3 separate regions of the Zea mays genome follow, and all the other regions are linked to region 1. The links are chromatin contacts, called in public Hi-C maps. All regions are on one chromosome and are shown on one strand. Each heading gives the region's core, a stretch centred on a gene start, on an enhancer-like site or on the middle of the called end of the contact. The rest is flanking DNA. Distances are from core to core; before and after follow the strand shown. Region 1 holds the start of LOC103629848 (cationic amino acid transporter 8, vacuolar). Region 2 holds the start of LOC103629849. Region 3 holds the start of LOC100193666.

Region 1 (3,815 bases), core at 2-2,501:
GCGCGCCGAGCGCCACGACGTAGCGCGCCCACTTCATCCCGGCCGCCGCGAACGCCACCGAGTAGGCCGCGTTGGCGTCAATGTCGCTGTAGCGCTGCATCCCCACGAGCGCGAGGGACATGGCGCAGTAGACGAGGGTGATGGCGGACATGGACGAGATGAGGCCCAGCGGCACGTCGCGGCCGGGGTTCTTGGTCTCCTCGGCCATGGTGGCCACCATGTCGAATCCCGTGTAGGACCAGTACACGACGGCCGCCGCGCGGAAGACGCCCGCGGCGCCGAAGGGGAAGAATGACGGCGCGAGGTTGGCTGGCTCGAAGTGCGAGAACCCCGCGGCCAGCACGAACGCGATGATGGCGATGCCGACCGCGGACGCCACCGAGTTGACGGTGGAGGTGAGGCGCGCGCCGGACACGGCGAGCGCGGAAGTGGCGCACAGCACGACGACGGCGATCGGGTCCAGCAGATTGAAGCCGTCGGCGAGCGCGGGGACGTGGATGCGGAGCGCGTCGCTGTCGCGGCCGATGAGCGCCGCGAGGTACGACGTCCAGGACCGGCCCAGGCCGGCCGCGCCCACCACGGCCTCGAGCAGGATGTTCCCGGCGGCGATGAACGCGGCCAGGTCCCCGAGCTCGACGCGCAGGTACGAGAACGAGCCGCCAGCCGACGGGATCTCGCCGGCGAGCTCCGCGTAGCAGAAGGACGAGAGCAGCGCCGAGAAGCCCGCGGCGGCGTAGGCCAGCGGGATGGCCGGGCCGGCGTCGAACCGCGCCTCCTGGCCGGTGAGCACGAAGACGCCCGAGCCGACGACGGAGCCGAATCCGAGGAAGGCGAGATCCACCCACGACAGGCACCGCCGGAGGGGATTCTCGCTCTGGGCGAGCAGCGTCCCCGCCTCGACGGCCTCGGAGGAGCGACTCGTGACGCGGTCGCGCAGCCGTGGCCCAGTGGACAAGAGCGCGCCGCCGTACGCGCGCCAGCTCTGGAACGAGGGCTCCGGGAAAAAGTCGGCTTTGCTCCACCGCCAGTACCCGTGGCCCGCCGCCGGCTCGCCCCCCATCGCTGTCGACGTCATCGCGGATGTGTTTTAGCTAACACGATCTATAATTTCTGCTGGCACAAGGATTTATTTGTTGGATTTTTAGAGAAATAATGGGACGAGTTGGGCGAAGGCCCGTGGACAGATCTGTTAGGCTTGATCTTATTTAAAATTTAAACTCGGCCCGTGTTGGACTCCACTAACACGATTTCCACGCGAAGTGTAGGCTCGGTTATTTCTATTTCATACGGATCGAATGTGATTAGAAAAAAAATATGTTTTTTTAACTTATTTAAAATTTAAACTTACTAAATTGTACTCAATCTATATAAAAATTGAGAGTAAAATAAATAAGCCCTACAGAAATTAGGGGCGTGACCGCGTGACGACGCACGAATTAACATCCGCCATACGCCCATACCTTGGGAATTGGGATCTGAGCGGAGGATACTCTTTGCGAAGCGAACACATGGCTGAGAGAAAAATCCAACGATGCGAGCTGCACTTATGGGGCGTGTTATTGCAGCGGGCCTTAATTGGGCTGCACCGAGCGGCTATGCTGTGCACCTTGCCTCAGACCAACTTCCCAAACAGCCACGCTAAGTAGAAGCGAGTAGGCAGTTGGGAACAGCTGATGTAACCGAACGTGGCTGGCAATGCCCACTAATCCACTATCCTGATTCTTCGTTGGGGAATTCTTCTCTTAGGGCTTGTTCGGTTATTCCTGTCCCATGTGGATTAGATGGGATTGGAAAAAATACGAAGGATTTTAACTTGTTCGGGATTTAAACTCATCCAATCTCACTCAATCCACATGGATTAAGAGGAAAGCGAACAAGCCTTTACGTGGATATAAAAGGGAAAAAACTCTTAACTGACAGGAAAACGGGTACAAAGATTTCTCATCCCTATTTTCACAGGGACTGTTAAACTTACATACGACGATATTTTTTATGTAATAATTAATGATAAAAATAAATAATTACCTTGTCAAGAGACCACTTATTATATAAATATATCTATTTTTATGTATATATAATATTTTTTACACCTGACAATGTGTATAAGTGACAATATTTTCCATTAATAATAAAGAAAGTATGTTCTAAGTACAATTTAGGTGGGGACGGGGATCCCCGATGGGGATTTATCCCGGCGGGAAACGGGGACGGGAAAATTGTCCTGCACAAGCGTTCGTGAGGATCTCCGCGGGGAAAAAAATTCGTCGCGGAAACGAGAATGGGGAGCTAAAACCTGACAGGGAATTCTCCATTGCCACCCTTAAACGTGGCGCATGACATCTCCATCCTCTATGCAACACATAGCTGGATTTATACCCACCTTAAGAGCATCTCCAACAATGACTTGTCTCAGTGCCTTAAATTAAATTATAGAGTTTAAGCTAAAAAAATTGCTCCAACACTAACCTAATTTATAAAAGTTTGTTAAAAATAATCACCTCCTAAAGCGCCACAAATATACTGCACTTTATTGGGCTGCCCATATCTAGATCTAATAAACGGACATTTTAGAAAACTTTTCCTCGAATAGGGTAGATTAACATATTTCGGTTAATCACTTGACTTGGGGCTTTATTGCTAGAGCTTAATTTTTTGTTGGTTCCCTAAATTATATAAAATATATTTATTTTAAATTTTTAGGACACTTTTATAAGGCACATTGTTGGAGATGCTCTAACACTACCTCCAGCAAACTCACTATTTCAAACTACACTATGCAAATAGTGCAATCTACAGTACAAAATAGTATTTTGTATGACCATTTACACGGTCTGCTAGAGATGACCAAGGCTGTCTCCAGCAGTTCTCCTATCTCGTACCCTATTTTAAAGTTTTTTTTAAATTGGTGCCCTCAGTTTTGGTGGTGTGCTCACCTATACCCTTAGTCGTGTTTTTTGCTCAGCTGTGCCCTTCCAGTGCTATAAAACAGAAGGGCACAGCTGAGCAAAAAACACAACTAAGGATATAGGTGAGCACACCACCAAAACTGAGGGCACCAACTTAAAAAACCCTTTTTTAACTTCGCTCTATAAACAGTGTCATATAAAGTGTCGTGTTCCGTATTTTACACAATCCACGGAAGACAACCTAACCCTAGATAATCGAAACCTTTGGTTTTAAAAAACACAATCACACACATCCCTGTGAATCATCTAGGCCCCTTAGTGATGTTTTGGTAATTAATGACAACTGTTTGTGGACTAACGGTTCTTGAAGAAATAAGAATACAGGGTTGGACAACATAGAACAGGAAATCTTGGAGATTTATAAGCATTGGTTGTGGATCAAGTGAAGGCAAAGGTATAACATAGGTTTTGTTTTTGCCGGTTATTGGGGACTTGTTCTCAAATGCTTCGAATTAAGAATAAGGCAACATAAAATGTTAAATGTTAATGTCCTTCGTCCATTGAAGCATTATCTCCTCAAGGGTATAATGATCTTCGAACGAAGGTCATGAGCAAAGGTCACGAAGGTCATACCTTCGTGATTAAAGTTATGAAATAATGAAAGATAAAATATATAAAATATGAAAAATGAAAGAATAATATATCAAAACACTTAAACTTATTCACATATTTCATCATACAAACTTAAATATTAAAACATAACATTTAATCACATTTATACCTTTGTCTTGACAGAAGGCAATAATCCGAGTGTCGCGTGCAAGCGATTACAAGATTGCATGAACAGTACGGGGGTATTGTTCATCTATTTATAGGCACAGGACGCAGCCTGTGAGAAATTACATTCAT
Region 2 (4,032 bases), core at 3-2,502, 140 kb after region 1:
TATGTGCTTGCTACAAAATTAATTGAGTAATCAATTTTAGTATAGGTTTCATGTTAAAATAGTGTTACCAAGTAGTAGACAATATTAATACAAAATTATGGGAACTGGAATGGACTAAAAAGGAGTTGAAATGAGTTTTCTATGAATTAAACTAGGTTTTGAAATTGTTTTTATACTAAATATCCATTTTCTATATTTATTTACCTATTTTCTCATCGCTCTGGACTGCGCGCACTAATACTGAGAAGCTCGAGGTTCAAATTATAAATTTTAGGGCCTCTGCGTCATTATTTTCACACTCGTTTGTACTGCGGATTTATTTCTATTAAGTACAGGGATTTATTTGAAAAAGGGGCTCACAACGGGGTATCCTGCGCTCACATCCACACGATCCCAATTCGGCGATCCAGATTAAATTATATAAACAACGAAACGGTACACAATTTCAGCCCTAGGATTCCAGTTCAACCGACCAGATTCAATCAACGTGGATACCAGCCAAAGCCCACTAACGCCATCGGACGGTTCACGCTTGCAACAGATGAACCAGTACCCATCTAATCCTGACCCTCTATTCAAATCCGACGGCTCGTACATCATCTTCTCCCATAGCTGCTACCATTTCTCAATACGCACGCCATACCGGCCTCTACCGTAGATACCGCACAGTGGCAACCAAGGCATGGGAGAGGAGGACCTCACCGTTTGAAGGCGGAGCCGGCCGACGACGAAACGCGGTGCGCAGCGAGGCACAGGTCCAAGCGATTCAACATCTCTTCGAGCACGCCCAGGTCCGCGACCCAGCCGGACGACGGTGCCCAGGTCCACGACCCAGCCGGACGATGGCGCCCGCGCATGCAGTCATCAATGCCAGGAAGTGCCCATGGTGACTTTGTCCTCCCGGCAACACCTGACAATCGTAATTCTTCAGTGGTGACTACCCCTTCTCTCTGTTCACAGGGATCGGATCCTGGTATGGCACTCATGGTTCTCTCTCCTGCTGTTGGCAATGGCGAGCCCTAGCTCTACTTGACGGCCTTTTTGGTGCATGGGCATGTATAAATACTATGACAAGGGTGCTCGGCTGGCAGGGAGAGAATCACGGCTATTATTTTTTTGGAGTTCGTTGCGATCCCATATCAATTTGTTACGGATCCGGTGTTTTTGATGTTACTGTTTGGTTATTTTACACGAGGCCGGGTCTGCTTTGATTGCTAGTGGGAGAAGCTTCTGGGTGAAGGGGCCCGCATGCCCGTGACTACTCACCTGCACGACTCGATTTGGCTCCAGGTGATGCGGTTTGCAAGCTAGCTTGTTGACATTATCCATGACCTCATGGTGATGTAATCTCCGGCAAGGGAATAAAAAAAGAAAACATCCAGGAAGCGGCATGGGCTTTGTGGCTTGGATAAAAGCTGGGCCGGTGATTTTGTAGCCTGGTCGGTCGAGTGTTTTGGCTAGGCCAAACTAGGTACGTATGTCCTCTTTCTGTTTCTCTTTTCATTTGTTTTTTTCTATTTTGTATTTCTATTCTATTTTTATAGATACATATTCCATTTAAAACCTAAATTCAAATAGAGTTTTGAACTCCAAATTAAATGCACAAACAAAATTCCAGAAAACAAGTTCTAGTATGTTTTTTATATTTTAGTTGATATTTATAGATATTAATTCACCCTTAATCAAGAATGTATTAATTCATTTATTAATGGAAGGTAAGTATATCCCCATTTATATATTTATTTTATCTCATTTGCATAGTATTCCTCCTCTTTCCTTAATTTCCAGAGTTTCCATTGGAACTTAAATTCTAATTTGAGCATTAACATTTTTCTTTTACATTATTTTTATACTATCACAAAATGCACACAAAATAAAATCCAGCATGATACATGATTTAGTGGCATGTCTTTTATTAATTATTTGTTTTTTAAATGAGGTGTTCTCATGTGATGGTAAATAGAGGGCACATATATAAATGAAATAATTTTCCTTTTATATTATCTCTTACAAATTAGGTATTACAGTGTCTCTTGCTTTGATTACAAAGGTGTTGAGAACAAGAATGGGGGGGAAGAAAAGCGATCCAAGCGACAAGAACTCAAATGAACACAAATCTCTCTCTCACTAGTCACTAAATGTTTGGAGTGATCTTTGGACTTGGGAGAGGATTTGATCTCTTGTTTATGTCTTGGAGTGAAGTCTAAAGCTCTTGTATTGAATGCAATGGCTGAAAACTTGGATGCCTTGAAGTGTGGTGGTTGGGGGGTATTTATAGCCCCAACCACCAAAGTGGCCGTTGGGGAACTCTGCTGTCGATGGGCGCACCGGACAATCCGGTGCGCCACCGGACACTATCCGGTGCGCCAGCCACGTCACCCAACCGTTAGGGTTCGACCGTTGGAGCTTCTGACAGCTGGGCCACCGAACAGTCTGGTGGTGCACCGGACTGTCACTGTTCACTGTCCGGTGCGCCTTGTAGCGCCTGCTCTGACTCTACGCGCGCAGTCCGCACTGTTCACTGTTCACTATTCACTTTTGCAGTCGACCGTTGGTGCAGTAGCCGTTGCTCCCACTGGCACACCGGACAGTCCGATGCTACACCGGACAGTCCGATGAATTATAGCGGGGAGTGATTTCCAAAAACTCGAAGGTGGCAAGTTCAGAGTGATTCTCCCTGGTGCACCGGACACTGTCCGGTGGCACACCGGATAGTCCGATGCGCCAGACCAGGGCAGCCTTGGGTTGGTTTTGCTCCTTTTTATTTGAACCCTTTCTTGGACTTTTTATTGGTTTGTGTTGAACCTTTGGCACCTGTAGAACTTATAATCTAGAGCAAATTAGTTAGTCCAATTATTTGTGTTGGCCAATTCAACCACCAAAATCATTTAGGAAAAGGTTTGACCCTATTTCCCTTTCAGTTTCACTGATTCTCCATTCTGTTTATTCTAGTGAAAGTAGCACTTGTACCTCTATGCTTCTATTTATGTGTACATATGTATTCTTGTTCATGTAATTTGAGTCACCGAATGACATCATGTGCCAATATATTATGATTTCCATTTGTGTCTACTACTACATTGTGTTGCTCCAACAGGATAAAACTACAAATAGAATGTCGAAAGCAGCTGAACTTTAATGAAGACATTGCTGCTATCTACTTCTGCTTGTCTTCATAGTAGAGACGGATCCATGGACTTAGTTTTTATGTATCTAGTAACATGTGTTTTACATATGTTTTACTCTTTGCAGGTATGGAAGGGGATGGCTGTTACTTTACCAATCTTGTTAATGGAGCTTTTGAAAAATTTAGAAGATGTCTCTAAAACACCAGTTGACTTGCAATCTACTGCCCCAATAAAGGATATCAACAAGTCATCGAAGTCAAACCTAAAGCAAAAGGGTAAAAACTTTACCCAAGATGAAGATAGACTTCTTGTTGCAGCTTGGTTGAATGTTAGTACAGATCTACTCAAGGGACAAATCAAAGTAGAGGCACATTTTGGAGAAGGGCCTACTTATTCTTTGAGGATAACCGAGGACATTTTACAGAACGTAGTGAGGGATCATTGTTGCATCGTTGGAGTTCTATCCAAGATGCAGTGAGCAAATTTTGTGGATGTATCAACAGTATTGAAACTAGAAATCAAAGTGGGATGAAAATTCATGAGAGGGTACAACATCATACAAAGTAGATGTAATTTGTCAATTCTAAAATTTGTTGTTGACTGAGTTTATTGTTCTCTTTTAGGTGGAGCAGGCCGAGAAGCTTTTTAAATCTCAAGATCCCTAGAACAAGTCCTTTTAGTTTAGACATTGTTGGCTGTTATTGAGAAATCAACCAAAATGGAATGATAAGCTGCAATAATTAGTAGCAGTGAAAACTAGCAACAAAAAACAGAATACATCAAAGAAATCAAGTCCAACAAATGTTGATGCTGCATCTCAGGATACAAATGTTGTTATCCTTGCAGAAATTTGCATTCCAGAGCTAGCAGCACTAGAGAGACCACTAGGGAAGAAGGCAAAAGA
Region 3 (4,309 bases), core at 1,695-4,194, 180 kb after region 1:
GACAGCACGGCTAGAGTGAATTGCGATTGCAAACAACCTGTGTGTGATTCAGGTCCGTCGCCGGACGATAAGAACACTACTGACTGAGACAAGATGCAAAAATCTTCCAACGGACATCGACAGCACAAACCGGCTTTGAATTTAGCCTTCAGTTGCTTTCGGTATACTCTTTCAAGAATATAATACTTGTAACAGCTATTTTTTCTAATATAACGACTACTGACTCAAATCCTTTAACTAAGCTTGTAAAAAATATCAATGTTCAATTAGATTACTCCCATATATTGTATCTATTTTGGTGTAAAAAATATTGATAACCATTTTTTATCAGTCTGACAAACTTTACATACCATTACCAACGACATTAAAAAAAACTTTGCATTTGCGTGGACTCTAGTGTCAAGAGAGACCGTGGCCTGCTAGCTTCGGTGGTCAAGATGAAATTGACCTGTTCAGTATTCAGTTTCCCTTGCTCCGTTCCCCTATTCTTCTCTTCTTCTTCTTAAAAAAAAGAATAAGGAAAAAGATCGGTGGAGCAAAGGGGTGATTGGGAAAAAAAGTAATTAGTTGTAGAAGTGTTGTTTCTTTGCTCCTAGTTCTCATTTCTCTGTGATGCTAATCAGACGAGGGTGAGGTCAAAACAAAAGGGGTGATTTTTTTTCGACCTTTCTTTATTAAAAAAAAGGGATGAAAACGAGCGGTAGAAAACTGCCGGTAAAAGCACCTTTCGATCGGAACATGTTCCTCACCGAGCAGCATTGCAGGGAGTACTTCGGCGGATCGATCGAGACACTCAACTGTTGGCCGCAGACTGCAAGGAGTACTTCAAGGCCGCGATGCAGTTCGTCGTCAGCCCTGGAAAGTTCGGTGCGTGGTTCTGGTTCCTCCCTCCCCTTTCTCTTCTCTCTGCTGCATGAAAACCTTCGTGGATCCCAACGTGTTTCAGAAAACCCATCTTTTTTGCCTGTGATCTGAATCGACGACGCCGTGATGTGCAGGTGTGCTGCGGCTCGGGAGGGCAGGGCGGCTACAACTTCAACCTGAGGCTGCCCGCAGTGGAGGACTGGGTGCTGGACTCTATCCCATATAGCGTAAAGAAACACGTGCAGCAGGTAACTGGGTGCTAGACTCTACGCGTGATCGAGCTGCAAATGTAGAGTTCGGACGCACATGCGCTAAACGAGGCATGCAAGCAAGCAGCCGGCGGAGGCAGATGCATGCATGCACGCGGAGGTGGGGAGGCGGGCCCACATGCATGCACGCGGCCGTTCACAGCACATGCATGCACTCGGAGTGGGAAAAAATATAATATAATATACGGTAGTTGGTATATGGTTGAAATATAGAGTAAATATGAGTACGGAGGATTGTGGTATAGAGTGCTGATCAGGACAGAATATTCTTTTTAGGGTAGAAATTTAGAGTAGTATGAGTGCGGATAGCCTGAAGAAGAAGTGCGGCGAGCAGGGCGCGAGCGTGTGCTCCGACCCGGCGGCGTACGTGCGCTGGGACGGCATCCACATGACCCAAGCCGCGTACAGGAAGGTCGCCGACGGCTGGCTCAACGCCCTGCTCAGGTCGTAGTCGTAGGACAGAGAGATGATCGACCAAACTGTATGTAGCATTGCAACACCGCAGCTCGCAGCTGCTGATGCGGCTGGAGAGTACGTGGGAGTAGTGTTGGGAATTGAGCCAGACCGGACTAGACTGGTCTAAATCTATCGTGCTTTGTGTCAGATAAGTTCGGACCAGAAAAGCCGAAAAAATTTTTAGGTCATGTCGTACCAGTCCGAAGTGCAAAATAATGGTCCAACCTAGTCCTAAACCACGTTGTGCCTTCGTTGGGCCGTGTCGGCCCAAGCTCGACCCGTATATTTGACCATATAAAATCAAAATATTATAACCACATAAAGTCTACAACGTACTAAATGAAATATACTAAACAATTCTAGCATCATTTGACTACATAAACTCTAAATATCACAACAATATAAATTCGTTATCTTACTAAATTAAAGAAATTAAATAAATTGGGTCGTGCCGGCCTAAGCCTGGCTCGTCTGTGTGGGCCGTGTCAGGGGCTCGGCGCGACGGAATTTGAGGGCTGGTACAGACCCGCCTTCGGGCCGTGTTTTTGCTTTAGGCTCCTGTTTTCGGGTCGTGCTCGTGCTAAAAGACCGACCCATATTCCTAGCACTAGTGATGGGTATGGTAAGGTAAAGCTATTTAGTCGGTTCACTGAAAGGATTTTTTTATAGCTGAAACGCGCCAGAAAAAGAAGTTGGCGATGAGAAGGCGACGCAGCCACCATCGCTGCTTAAGACATGACGGCAATTTGCCATGCCCAATCTGTCCGAGATCAAGGACAGCTGCTCTGCTGCTGTGTGTGTGCTCAAGTGCGATGATCTCTCCCGAATCGGAGGCGAAATATCCCAGTCATCCCCGACGCGTCTCCCTCGCCATATCCCAGTCAACCGCATTCAATACCTCCAGGCCACGGCCGCAGTCAATGCACAGCTCGCGTCCGCGTGTTCCCCGTCTCCACGCGTCCATCAGGCCATCTCCAGCGGCAGCCGGCAGCAGCACCACCTCCGCGCGCGCGGGCCGCACCGAGAGCAGGCGTCCAATCGGTCGACGGTCGTCCACGCGCAGCTACGCTACGGCTTGGGGTGGTGGGCGCTAGAACTAGAAGAATCCAAACTCTCCCACCCGAACCAGTGAATGAACTCCACAGTCCATAGCAGTCCGGCTCGTCACTCGCTGCACTGCAGCAGGTCGCCTGTGCCTGTGGCTGCCATGCCTGCCTGGCCTACAACTACAAGAGCGAGCGGACAAGCGCCAGCGCCACGGGCATGCCAAGCCAGTTCACGAGCCCGGCCAAGAACCCAAGCACGGCCAAGCCAAACCGCCCTTCTCCTCCTGGCTCCTCATGCCTCGCTTGACTCCTCGCGCCAATTTCGGGAAACAGGCCATGCCGGGAGACGGGGGAGCAGCTGGAAGCGCGAGGTGGGTTTGCGCGGTCCTTTCGGTGTTCCCGCTTCTAGCGGCGGCGGCCCAGGGAAGGTACCGCGCGGTGTTCAGTTTCGGGGACTCGCTGGTGGACGCCGGCAACCTGGTCACGGAGGGCATCCCGGACTACCTCGCCACCGCGCGCCCGCCCTACGGCCAGACCTACTTCGGCTACCCCACCGGCAGGTGCTCCGACGGCCGCCTCGTCGTCGATTTCATCGGTAAATTTCGCCGATTCCAGGCTCCCCTAACCTTTTCGCGTGCGTGCGTGCGTGCGTTCTTGGGAGTCGCCTCTGTTCGGACGGAATTCGATGGGTCTGATTCTTTCTGGCCTTCTCCTCCTGCAGCGCAGGAGTTGGGCCTCCCGCTGCCGCCGCCGTCCAAGGCCAAGAACGCCAGCTTCGCGCAGGGCGCCAACTTCGCCATCACCGGCGCCACCGCGCTCGACACCGACTTCTTCCGGAAGCGAGGGCTCGGCAGCACCGTGTGGAACTCCGGCTCCCTCCGCACGCAAATCCAGTGGCTGCGAGACCTCAAGCCATCGCTCTGCAGCTCCGCGCAAGGCACACGTACACACCCAAGAACGCAAATTTTCGCCGATCCTTTACCATCTCTTTCTTTCTTTCTTAAAGTAAAAATTCAATTTCGTTGACGCTGCTATCCTTTTTGTCCCCGCTGCTATCCTTGGGTCGTGAAGGATGCAAGGAGTTCTTCGCCGAGTGCCTGTTCGTCGTAGGCGAATTCGGTGGGAACGACTACAACGCCCCGCTGTTCGCCGGCAAGGACCTCAGGGAGGCATACAAGCTGACGTCCCACGTGATCCGAGCCATCTCCGATGGAGTCGAAGTAAGAACTGCGCCTTCGCTCTGCTACTAGCTAGCTAGCTCGGCGTGCTTGCTCCGTGGGATTTTGTTCACCGATCCCTTGTATTGTATGTGCCCTGCTCTGCTCCTGGCCTGCTTGCAGCAACTGATCGCCGAGGGGGCAAAGGATTTGATCGTGCCCGGTGTGATGCCATCAGGGTGCTTTCCGGTCTACCTGACCATGTACGCTGACCCCAAGGAAGGGCATGGCTCGCGCACCGGCTGCCTCAAGCGGTTCAACACTTTCTCTTGGGTGCACAATGCGATGCTGAAGCGCGCGCTCGTGAAGCTCCGAGCGAAGCACCCTGGCGCGAGGATCATCTATGGCGATTACTTCACGCCAATCATCCAGTTCATACTCCAGCCCAAGAAATTCGGTGAGCTCCTCGGTTTCTTGTTTGCATTGCATTGAACACTATTCTAGAACGGCTGACAAA

Evidence for each region. Hi-C and Micro-C count contacts between places; a contact is called where the count stands out from the background.
Region 2: a contact with region 1 is called in a Hi-C map of leaf, with 5 times the contacts expected there. The contact joins the promoter of LOC103629849 here to the promoter of LOC103629848 in region 1. A contact is called at or near these places in 5 of 25 Hi-C or Micro-C datasets (bundle sheath, ear, endosperm and 2 more).
Region 3: a contact with region 1 is called in a Hi-C map of leaf, with 5 times the contacts expected there. The contact joins the promoter of LOC100193666 here to the promoter of LOC103629848 in region 1. A contact is called at or near these places in 2 of 25 Hi-C or Micro-C datasets (ear and leaf).

What each region holds. Positions count from the first base shown.
Region 1 is chr6:116,227,293-116,231,107 of Zm-B73-REFERENCE-NAM-5.0, forward strand. It overlaps LOC103629848 (cationic amino acid transporter 8, vacuolar), which reads right to left and starts at 1,252. Exons shown (of 2, transcript XM_020539427.3): 1 at 1-1,252. The coding sequence starts at 1,075.
Region 2 is chr6:116,367,351-116,371,382 of Zm-B73-REFERENCE-NAM-5.0, forward strand. LOC103629849 reads right to left here and starts at 1,253. Exons shown (of 2, transcript XR_002263170.3): 1 at 703-1,253.
Region 3 is chr6:116,408,431-116,412,739 of Zm-B73-REFERENCE-NAM-5.0, forward strand. LOC100193666 reads left to right here and starts at 2,945. Exons shown (of 5, transcript NM_001138759.1): 1 at 2,945-3,230; 2 at 3,357-3,578; 3 at 3,707-3,855; 4 at 3,976-4,249. The coding sequence starts at 2,972.